Regions from separate parts of the Danio rerio genome. Here region 1 is linked to region 2. The links are chromatin contacts, called in public HiCAR-type maps. All regions are on one chromosome and are shown on one strand. Each heading gives the region's core, a stretch centred on a gene start, on an enhancer-like site or on the middle of the called end of the contact. The rest is flanking DNA. Distances are from core to core; before and after follow the strand shown. Region 1 has its middle 39 kb from the start of midn. Region 2 overlaps LOC141380307 (a long non-coding RNA gene).

The links. HiCAR-type assays count read pairs that join an accessible place to other places.
Region 1: a contact with region 2 is called in a HiCAR-type map of caudal fin, with 6 times the contacts expected there. The contact joins two enhancer-like sites. A contact is called at or near these places in 1 of 18 Hi-C or Micro-C datasets (caudal fin) and 1 of 4 datasets of contacts at active chromatin or transcription factors (caudal fin).

Annotation. Positions count from the first base shown.
Region 1 is chr22:18,410,003-18,416,214 of GRCz12tu, forward strand. No RefSeq gene overlaps it. Among named protein-coding and RNA genes, the nearest start is that of midn, 39 kb to the right of the region's middle. Within about 2 kb of position 2,254, at least 40 of the 62 cell types and tissues checked have an H3K27ac peak or open chromatin away from gene starts, as enhancers often do. A contact at or near this core is called in caudal fin, where this site is marked.
Region 2 is chr22:18,258,277-18,264,097 of GRCz12tu, forward strand. LOC141380307 (a long non-coding RNA gene) reads left to right here. Exons shown (of 2, transcript XR_012398129.1): 2 at 4,679-5,821. Among named protein-coding and RNA genes, the nearest start is that of cirbpb, 20 kb to the left of the region's middle. Within about 2 kb of position 1,800, at least 29 of the 62 cell types and tissues checked have an H3K27ac peak or open chromatin away from gene starts, as enhancers often do. A contact at or near this core is called in caudal fin, where this site is marked.

The sequences.
Region 1 (6,212 bases), core at 1,004-3,503, 150 kb after region 2:
GTAGAATGCTGATGGCAGTGTTGTCCATCGAGACTGGTGGTTATTAAGAGAAGATGAGGAGATAAAGGTCAGCGGAAGGTCAACATAAACGAGTTTCACTCAGGTCCTCCTCATTGATCTAGACTGCAAACAGAGCTCTTTATGGCAGCGGTGTGGTAAAATTAACAAGCAAACATCACAAAAATCACTGTTGAAGACGACATTTACTGCCATTTTTGGTTTACGGTATGGTAATTGCATTGTAATTAGGCAGCTTTGTTAAATAAACCTCTTTGGTAGAGTTTATGGGCAATACATAAATGATAAAATAAAAATGGATAAGGTTTAAAACATTTAAATAATTATAAATACAAACACTTAAGATGGATTTAAAAATATTCTTTCATAGTTTTATTTGCATTATACAGGGCTCAATAATAAGGACTGCCCGATAGCCCAGGGCCAGCGTGCGAGACGATCAGGACAGTAGAAAGGATAGTTTTATTTAATCGTTTAATCGAAAATTTAATTTGGCTGCGACTGTTGGTCAATTGTGAGCAAATACAGTCTTGGGGTGCTTTCACACCTAGATATATGTTTCGGATCCTATCTTGTTTGCCTAGCGCAGTTCGTTTAGCATATGTGAAACCTCGCACTCGAATCAGCACCAAATCAATCGGTCCGAGATCGCAAACAACTGATTGCAAACTGCAAACACAAACTGATTGTAGTGAGAAAGCAAAACAATCCAACGAACAAACGAACCAGGCTATATCTCAGTGTATGGTTGTGTAATAGCCTTAAACATGTAAATGGCTATGGTTTGCGACATCCCCTCTCATTCATTCTGTTTCGAGCACGGATTGTAGGCTAGTATGACCTACACGGGGCGACTTTTTCAGCTTTTAGGAAGGCCGTCCTTTATTCTACTATAACGTAATGGTCACCTACCGGTCGTGTGAACAATCGAATTACCGACTGCATGTTTGACTATCACTATTAGTAGAATAATACTGACTTCGTCCATAGTTTGCCGTGAATGTGTGGCAAGATTCCCTCATGTCCTCTGTGGCCTTTTCTCACTCCCCCTTCTCTCATGCCCCTGAAGAGAGAACGGGAATGTCATTTGTACCGGTAAATGTGCGTTTCATGGCGAATTGGAAAGTGAAAGCATGCTGAAATATTACAGAGTGTTGTTAATCTCTTAGGAAAATTTACCAAAATAACCATCTAATAAATTTTCCATATTTTAATCTTATAATATTTTGTTTTAGGCCTATTGTTTTGTTCATTTCTGCACTGACATGTCACCTCGAAATAATAGATTAATTCAGTAGATACATTTACAAAATTACAAAACCTGACAACTGAAATGAGGCTATGTATGAGAAGGTCTTATATTTGGTGACGATGTCTGTAAGTGTCAAAATTAAAGTGCACATTTTCGCTTTATAAATAAAATCTAAATTCAAATAAATTTTAAAAAGTGTATTTATGCAATTATGTTTGGTTTTTGACATGGAATTTAAAATATGTGGCTAACAAATTGCTATTACTTCTCTTTTATTGGTGGGGCCAGTGAAAAATGTGGCAGGTCAAGTAAAAATCTGAACCATATATATATTGGTTTCTTTATGCCAAAATAGATTTACGATGCAAGACAATACTGATAGACTGAGATATATAGATAAAAGAAAATGAATACATTTTAAAAGCTAATATGGATTTTAAAATGTACTTGCATCAACAGTTTTAGCTCCATATATTTCCAACACACATTTTCAAAATATGTTCACCTTTTCTGGCCATTTAAACACACTTTAACATTAATGTTTTAACAAAATACATATTAAATTAGAATAAATTATTCTACATGTGCCATTTGCTACATGAATTTACCATATACTTTGGTCAGACAAACACAGTTTTGCCAAATGGAAGTGAACTGAAATGACTCTGAAATGTCAGTCAGAACATTAATCAAAGAATGCTGTCAAACAGTCGTAAAAAAAGCACCATCTGCTTTTTAAGTTACGAAGGAGGTTATGCCAGAGAGAAAAACACCCTTATATTTAAAAACTCATCCTGCGACTACAAAAAAAAAAAGTCTTTCTGAGAAGACAAACATCAAGCCGTGGCTGTCATGTAGCATTTCTGAGTGAGCGCTCTAAAGTTCATCCCCTCCTTTGTTTATTTTATGTCTTCGGCAGCTGTTCTCACTCGCTCTCTCTGTGCGCGAAATGACGTCAAAACACAGCGATTCGCAAGAGCTCCACCAGGGCTCCTTCTTTCAGTTCGTTACCATAGCAGCCGTTCCCACTTCCTGCCAGAGTGAGGTTTCCTGTGTTCATTCATTTCTTTTCTCTCTGTTTCTCTCTTCTTCTTCTTTTTTTTTTTTTTTTTTTTGAGGCCTCAGCTGGATTTAAAGCGCTGTGTTTACAGTACCATAAAAGGACTTTGGTGCATTAAGTCAAAGAATCTTGGCTTAGTGGAATCTGGAAGTCAGATAAAGCATCCATGCTGTTCCTTGGCATGCGTTGTAATGAATGCTATATTTTTTTGGAGTGGTTTTGAATGTGCAAAAGCTACCGCCACAATGCTAGCATGCCGTGGGTGGTTGCCAGAGCTTTGTTATACGGTTGCTAAGGTGTTCTGAGCAGTTGCCAGGTTCTTCTGGGTGGCTGATTAGTGAAATTGTGCATTTTTGCTTCTCTTTGTTTATTCACATATATGTTATGTGAGGAGTATGTTATTTTAATTTATTTTTTAATTCAAAAATACCTTGGCATACAATTGTCTTATTATCACATGATTATTAAGATAAGTATAAGTGTGGTAAAAAAGTAATAAGGAAATAATGTACAATATTTTACAGTGTGTTTCCATGCAAAGATGCATATTTGTGGGATGTGCTCATTCGCAATAGTCACATCACAAAGATAGGCAATGTCCAATCTGAATTATAGTTGAGCAGGAGCTACAGAGTTGTATTTAATCACTGTATTTATCTGGAATTTATTAGATTTATGCAAAAAAAAAAAAAAAAAAAAAAAAAACTATTCTTACATAGAATTTTTGTTTTGTTTCTAGTCCAAATATCTACATTTCGAGCAAAAACAAGATTATTTCATGAGCCCCACTGACAGATAATTTCCTTAAAAAAAGCAAAAACACTTCATTTTCTCATATTTGTTCAGACGGTGAAAACTAAATATTTGTACTTGGTTAGGATTTTTTTGATATTTGGACTAGAAAAAAAAACCAAGTAGTAAGAAAAGCGTTTATTTATTTATTTATTTTTGCATTATGATGATTACATTTTTTGCACTTGCATACTGTTAAAAAGTCAAATAGAGCTATTTAAGCAATCTGAAACTGTATTCATAGCCTATCGCTGAAAAATATAATATTGCATTATCAGATTTTTCTAATATCGTGCAGCACTAATTTGATGTAAGCACAAAATTGGAAAAATCTAATACACAATCACATCCGTCCCATCACACCCATTTTTTTATATCATCACATGATCTATAAAAACAAATAAACACAACAATTTTGATGCACAAGCTGGAATTTATTATGAAAACTTCTTTCCATTGTAGTCTGCAATTTTTCTTATTAGATCAAAAGGCCAAGCTACTCACCTGCACATTTTAAACCATTCTAAACCATTAAACCATTGCATCTTACCCCCGAACATGCTCAATAATGTTTATGTTGTGTGACTGGGCTGGCCAATCCTGGCGCACCTTGACCTTTTTTGCTTTTAGGAACTTTGATGTGGAGGCTGAAGTATGAGAAGGAGTGGCCCTCTCCTGTGGTTTGTAATATAATGGGCAGCACAAATGTCTTGATACCTCATGTTGATGTTGCCCATCCATCTCCAGATCTTTTGCGCAGCCCCAGACTGAATGTAACCCCAAACCATGATTTTTCCTTCACCAAACTGATTTCTGTGAGAATATTGGGTCCACGCGGGTTTCAATAGGTCTTCTGCAGTTTTTGTGATGATTGGGATGCAGTTCAACAAATGATTCATCAGACAAATCTACCCTCTGCCACTTCTCCAAATGATCAACTAGAAGTCAAGTTATTATTTGTAGCACTTACAACTGAGATAGACGACAAGACTTTTGTCAGGTGGTGTACAGCAAATTCACATTTTGTTCACAATGCTGTTTCCATTTTAAACCCTGCACACTTCATAAAGCCCTAAATACAAAAATGTACATTTTTAAGGCTTGGGGTTAACATAATGCATTTTTGGATTCTAATTTTTCAGTTTCCAGTTAAACTATAAAAAGACTTTTTTAATTTTGCTGCTGCGCTTGTGTTTTGCAGGGATTCCCCCACTGCCTTTTCAAATGGGAAACCAGTGCACCTTGTAAAAAAATACATTACATAAGCTTAAGATTGCCTTCATTCTACTGGTATAAACATGCAAATGTGCATTTTAAAAATATTACAGGTTTTCTACAAGGTGGGCCATTTATGTGGATACACCTTAATAAAATGGGAATGGTTGGTGATATTAACATCCTGTTTGGGCACATTAGTATATGTGACAGGGCTTGTAAAGAACTTATGAAAGAATAAGTTACGTTAAAAACCAAGTAGGGATGCAACGATTATAGATTTTGGTTGCACGATTTTAGTCTGAGAAATAATCACGGTTTCACGGTTATCACGATTATTATACATTCATTAATTTCAAAACACTACTAGATTAGAAATTCACATGACAATATTTTAAAGTGCTATTTATTGCTGCTCAGTAACCAATAAATACATCACAAAATAATATTAAAAACAAGCAATAGTCCATTTCTCTCTTTGTGCTTAAAAATACAGTTGAAGTCAGAATGATTTGCCCCCTTCGATTTTTTTTCTTCTTTTTTAAATATGATGTTTAACAGAGCAAGGACATTTTCACAGTATGTCTGATAACATTTTTTCTACTGGAAAAAGTCTTATTTGTTTTATTTCGGCTAGAATAACAGCAGTTTTGAATTTTTTATGAACCATTTTAGGGACAAAATTATTAGCCCCTTTAAGCTATATTTTTTTCTTGATAATCTACAGAACAAATCACTGTTATACAATAACTTACCTAATTCGCCTTACCAGCCTAGTTAACTTAATTAACCTAGTTAAGCCTTTAAATGTAACTTTAAGCTGCATAGAAGTGTCTTGAAGAATATCTAGTAAAATATTATTTACAGTCATCGTGGTAAAGATAAAATAAATCAGTCATTAGAAATGAGTTACTAAAATTATTATGTTTAGAAATGTGTTGAAGAAAATCTTCTCTCCGTTAAACAGAAAAAAAATAAACAAGTGGTCTAATAATTTAGGGGGGCTAATAATTCTGACTTCAACTAAGTAAACTTTTTGACATTTAAACATACATAATTTTTACACTGTAAACAAATGACAGAACAAGTAATAAATAAATAAAAAATAGTATTTGTCTAAAGCAGGGCTTGAAATTAACTTTTTTTTTTTTTTATTTGCTCTCAACTTCAAAACTTTTAGAAGCACTCACCAAAAATGAATGAGCACCACTGCAAATTCTTTATTAACAGATTTATTATATCTGAAAACAACATCAATCAGGACTAACAAAAACCAGAAACAACTATCTAACTTTGTGATGGCTTATTGATATTTGTGCAATAATTCCAGAATTAATGTCTAATATTTATAAAATATTAATGATGCTGATGATAATAATACTAACAATGAATATCAATATCATACTGCCTTGAATGAGAGTTGTCTGCTATAAAAAGTCCTACTGTTACATTATGACAATTAAATCGATGGTTTGCATTAAAAAAAATCAAGCTTTGTTGTAAGAAATATACATTTAGTACTATTGTTTTTATACACAAGACAATATAATAAGCAGAAAGAACGGACAAAAAAAGAAAGGAAGAAAAGTCTCACTTCTACCACTCTTTAAAGGTTTTGTTTTCGGTTTGTGTCATTGTAAATGCTCAGTCTCCTTATGCGCTGATTTACATTTTTCTGTGTTTATGGAAAAAAGCAGGAGAGTCAACCCAATATATGAGCGAGCGGCGCAGATCAGCCTTATCGTGATGACCACCTGTGCAATACCGTTCTTTGTTATGAGCTGAAGGTTCAATTTAAACTTAGTAACGTCGAGCTTCTTTGGCAAAGATCTATACTCTGTTAGATTTTACATTTAGCGTCCATTTGCGCTGAAC
Region 2 (5,821 bases), core at 550-3,049:
TTTTACGCAGCGTATACCCTTCCAGCCACAACCCAGTACTGGAAAACACCCATACACACTCTTACTTATAAACCACGGCCAATTTAGTTTATTTAATTCATTTATAATGCATGTCTTTGGACTGTAGGGGAAGCCGGAGCACCCAAAGAAAACCCATACAAACACGGGGAGAACTTCACATAGAAATGCAACATAGGCTCATTCTGAATACGGAGCCCTATATACGTTTCTGGAGATCATAAATTATGTAGCCAGAGCTACATATGGCTACATTTCATTTTTAAAATGAACGCTACGGGGCGGTATGATGTCGTTCCTTTTATACGCTTACCAGCTGACTGCTTACCTCCGCATGGACGGCTTTTCCGGTTATACCAGTTTGTCAAGTTAGCTCGCCATGTATGTCAGCGGACTTGAGGCGCAGAGAGGAGTTGACCATGATGACGGGGTTCCAGTCCATTAAAGAACAGTTAGAGAAAGCGGGTAAGACAAAATCTAAATCCAAAAAAACAAAATAAACAAGTAAATAACAGGGTGAGAATGTGTAATAGGTAAAAAATCAGATGAGGGCTTTTCTTTTTCTGTATTGCTTTTGAAAATTTTTGGTTGGGTTTAGGGAAGTGGGTGGCCAGGTCAATCAATACTATTGGTTGGGTTTAGGGAAGGAGAAGGGTGGGCCAGTCGGTCAGTTAGTCACTCAGTCATTCAGTCAGTCAAACAGTCAGTTGACAGCCGCCCCTGGTGGGTTTACGTGAGAACAGCTTGGCGAACGGTACTCGTGAGAAAAATTTGAGATCACAAAAAGCATACATAGTGGCCTCTGGTGGATTCGTGAAAACAAAAACTGAAAAAGACGTAGCTCCTGGGACATATTTAGCACTCTCTAGAAATGCATATAGAGGTACGTTTTCAGAATGAGCCTGGGTTGCAGAAATGCTAACTGGCCCAGCCGGGACTCAAACCAGTGACCTTCCTGCCGTGAGGTGACATTGGTAATCACTGAGCCATCGTGCAGCCTCATAATACTATTCATTAATATTAAAAGAAAAAAAAATCACTCATCGTATTAATGAGAATTTTGTAGGAGAATGAGCGTATATGTTGTAAAATGTCACAATGCAAACCATATAATTTTGTCGTGATTTATCACCATGACCTGTTTTTTTGTGTGTATGAGACTCACACACCTCCATCATCATCCAGATAAACACAAACATGTGCAATTACCTCTTTGTCACTTCAAACAGTTACACAACATTTACCGCATACCACTCGACTTACTGACTATCTCTGTCAAACAACACGAACAAAGACATCACTGTGCAAATGTTCAAAAACACACAAGACAATCGGAGAGAAAAATAACCGACTACGAAATTATAAATAGACCCCTGTCCTGGTTTGATCCAACACCTTTTCTCTGATTTAGATAATTAGGCTGTGTGACTCACAATATTTCACTCCATGTACTGTCCCTTTGGATGAGCTGTCTGAGTGAAGAGGCATGTAGAAGTGTGTGTGTGTGTGTGTGTGCATGTATCATATCTGTGTGGGCTCTAATGTGTGAGCTGGGGGAGAGAAAATGGTGTAAAATGAACAACGGCAAAACAAGCCAAAAACGCAAAAAGCTTTTTATTTGCAGAGCTCGGAGGATCAAGTGCATTACGTACATGTGTATTTCTTGTACATGTGTGAGTCCGCGGCCAAACAAGCGCGTGTGTGTGTATTGCGCCAGCCCACGTGGGTGTGTGCAGTTTTAGTAGGAGCTGAATCGATAACCTGAGGGCAGGGAGTGGAGACGCACAAGGAAATGCAATTCTCTGGTCGCCCACCTCTTCCTGTCCCGCCTCCTCACCAGCAGCCCACAGACCAGCTCGGCCTCTAAAAAACCTGTTTGATTGGGGGAGAGGAAAGGAAAGCAAACAAACATGTGATGAAACAAATAGATGGAGGGATGCAAAGTGGCCATCAATTGGAGACGCTTTGATGGGAAATGTACGGCGACACCTTGGAGCAACAACACCGCCTTTGTTTGCAAACCCTCTTGTGTTGCCTAACAATCCAGAATTCATTTCGCCGTCTGATTCAGTTGCCATTGTTCTGTGCACAATAAGATAATGCGCTTGAGTCAGCACCCTGCGCTTGTGCCAGACGTCTGGCGTGAAGTTTTATTTGCGTAATATAACAATGCTGCATTTCTGACCTGATAGTGCATTGTCGTAGGTAAAAATGAACCGACTTCCTGTGAACTCGCTAGATTGTGTAACTCTTTTGAGGAAATCGGTAAGTCAGCAGTTTCTAAACTGGTGGGTCATGACCCAGAAATGGGCCGCAGATTACAAAAAAAGCAACTAATCATATTTGTGCTTGATTTAACTTTTTGTAGCAGGGTGTCTGCAGGGTCTTAAAAAGTCTTAAATTCACTGAAATAGTGTTGTTGTCTCAAATCTACTGCTTTAAGAAAAAAGTAAAGCTAGGATCAAGCTGACACTCAATCACCAATTATCCATCTCAAAACCTTTTTTTCTCAATATTTTATATTTTATTGCAAAAACATATTACAACAACGATAAGACATTTTTCTCCAGCAAAACCAAAGCAACACATCCCACATGATCTTTTATTAATACAAAAACTATTTACAGAAGTAACCTGGCCATTAGAAAAAAAACCTTAGTGTTTAGCCCCGTATAAATCTAAAATTTCATTCATAATGGTCTTAAAATGGTCTTTCAAGTCTAAAATTTACTGAATATTGTATTGTTGTCTTAAATCAACTGTTTTAAAAATAAAGCTACCCAATCAGGCGGACACCCTATCACCAATTATCCATCTCAAAATTTTTTTTTTTTACTATTTACATTTTTTTTTTTACAATTACGTTTTTTGATACAATTCACAACAACATTTAGACATTTTTACAGCAAATTCTCCAGCAAAACTAAAGCAACACATGATCTTCTATTAATACAAAAACTATTTACAGAAGTAACCTGGTCATTAGAAAAAATCCTTAGTGTTCAGTCTTGTATAAGTGCAAAATTTTATCCAAAATGGTCTTAAAAGAGTCTTAAAATGTCTTAAATTCACTGAAATGTTGTGTTTTTATCTTAAATCTACCGCTTTAAAAGTAAAGCTACCCAATCAGGAATAGAAAACTTGAAAATACATTTGACCACCCCTGTAAACGTCCATACCATTGTGAATGCATGTTTGCGCCAAACATGCGTTCACAAAACATTGTGTGTTCACAAAACATGTTTCTTGTAAAATAGGCATCTGTAGGTGTCCATGAAATTAGATACATAGTTTGTATTTTTATTACACATGCTTGTACTTAAATAGTAAACCAAAAAATAAAAGGCATATTATCAAATATAATCAAAATTATGAGATGCTTTATCCAATATATGTTGTTGCTGAAGTCAAACATCAAAACAACAACTGTATTAAAACACAATTCAAAGTAAAATATGACCCAAAACATCATTAAATATGTACTTTCTAAATTTTAGCAATTTTTTTATATATTATAAATGTTTAATATAATATAATATAATATAATATATTATAATATAATATAATATCCAGTGATGAGTTGCAGCTGGAAGGGCATCTGTTGCATAAAACGTAGCTGGATAAGTTGCCGGTTCATTCCACTGTGTTGACCCCTGATTATTAAAGGAACTAAGTCGAAAAGAAAATGAATGAATGAATGAATAATGTAATAAAATACATTATAACATAATAAATGCAATAATATTTCCAGTTTTTTTTTGCAAACAACTTATCTTAAATCTCGAAAAAAATAGCCATTTATAAATGCCAAAATAAATGCTAAAAGACAAAAAATGTTATCAATATTAAGCAATAAAATGTTTTATCACATATTAGATACAAAAAATAAAAGTACATTTTAATAATAATAATAATAATAATAATAATAATAATAAAACTATTCAAAACTGAAAAGAATAGAATGCACACAACTTCCATGATACAGACACAATATTATTGCTACATTCATAGCCAATCAGAATCCAGCATGCTTTATAGAACTGGAACATTTAAAGCTGCAGACACCAAAACGGAATTTCATCTAATAAAACATATATAACATCTGGCGTCACGGTGGAACAGTGGGTAGCACGATTGCCTCACTGCAAAAAGGTTGCTGGTTCAAGGCCCACCTGGGTCAGTTGGCATGTCTGAGTGGAGTTTGCATGTTCTCCTCGTGTACGTGTGGGATTCCTCCGGGTGCGCTGATTTCCCCACCAGTCCAAAGACATGCGGTACAGGTGAATTGGGTAAGCTAAATTGGCAGTAGTGTATGTGTGTGAATGTAAGAGTGTATGGGTGTTTCCCACAGATGGATTGTAGCTGGAAGGGCATGTGCTGCGTAAAAACATATGCTGGATAATTTAGCGGTTCATTCCACTGTGGTGACCCCTGATAAATAAAGGCACTGAAATATATATCATCCATCCAACAACACACTCTACATTGTACATTGGATCACTTAAGTTCTTCAAAGCCACTGCAGTGGCATAAACACACCAGCAGGGGTCTCCCATTGATCAGCTCACATCTAGCGCCCAACAAATAGACGACAGCCTCTTGAGTAGCTGATCCGGCGAACGACAGCTGTCTAAAGCAGGTTTATGCTCTTTTCCTACAGCAGGGCCTTCACGTCACCTCTGATACCTCGCACGGTAGACCTCATTCCAGGAAAGACCAAGAGAGCGAACAGCTGCCCTCCTCCTTAAATCCCTAAGCCAAGTGCAGTCATACCTTCATATGCCCCCTTTGGACCAACACATTCAACCTTCCACCCACTCATGAAGGAATGGCGAAAGAGGGGTGAACAGGGATATCATGTAAAAATGCTGGAAGAGAATGATGTTATATCACGAAAATAAAAACGGCTGCAGAGAGGAAGGAAAAAGAAAAATTGGGGGGAAAGAGAGTTTGAAGTCATGGAACAAATCCTGGATCCCCGTTCTGTGCCTCATGCAGAACTCAAGCTTGTTTTGTCATGCGCCGAAACGGACCCTCAGGTCATGCTGCATGCCTTCACAGCACACACACACACACACACACACAGGCTTTTGTCTGCAGATGGAAAACAGCATCGGTGCACTCACTTCATGGAAGGAGAGTTCATGGCGAACAATATATGTTCTCGAAGGCCGCGAGATATGTGCATTTCAGAACATTCCTTTGATGTCAAGTGAGCCATGAATCATTTCAAAACCGAGTATTTGTTACGCCTCAGCTGAATGTTTCACCCTGGTGAACAGAAAATGGCAAAAGTTGAGGTTTAGTTCAAGGGGTTGTCACTTTAGTTTGGGAAAGTAATCTGTAATCATAATCAGATTAGCTTTTCTATGGTTTGTAAGAAAAAATTGATGCCAGAAAACCAAAACTTTTATGGATAATTGACTACAAATGGAAAGCTTTGTCTGGGTTTTGATCATTCACTTATAGCACAAGGGTGCAGCCTGAAAATGCAAATGTTTGAAAATGGGTTTTAAAGGGCTATTTTTTCAAATCTAAATCTATTCAAAAATGTTTTGAATGTGCCATCTCAATGTAAACTACACAAATGTGGACTTTGTGAAAATTTAATTTAAGGAAAATGCACATTACTTGGGTGCTTAACAACTAAAAACAACTATGGATAAAATAAATTTTTATCTGCTGTAAAAATGGTCATTTTAAAATTGGTGTTAAAGGGGAAAGAAGGTCGCTGGTTCAAGTCTCGGCTCAGTTGGCGTTTCTGTGTGGAGTTTGTATGTTCTCCCTGCGTCAAGTGGGTTTC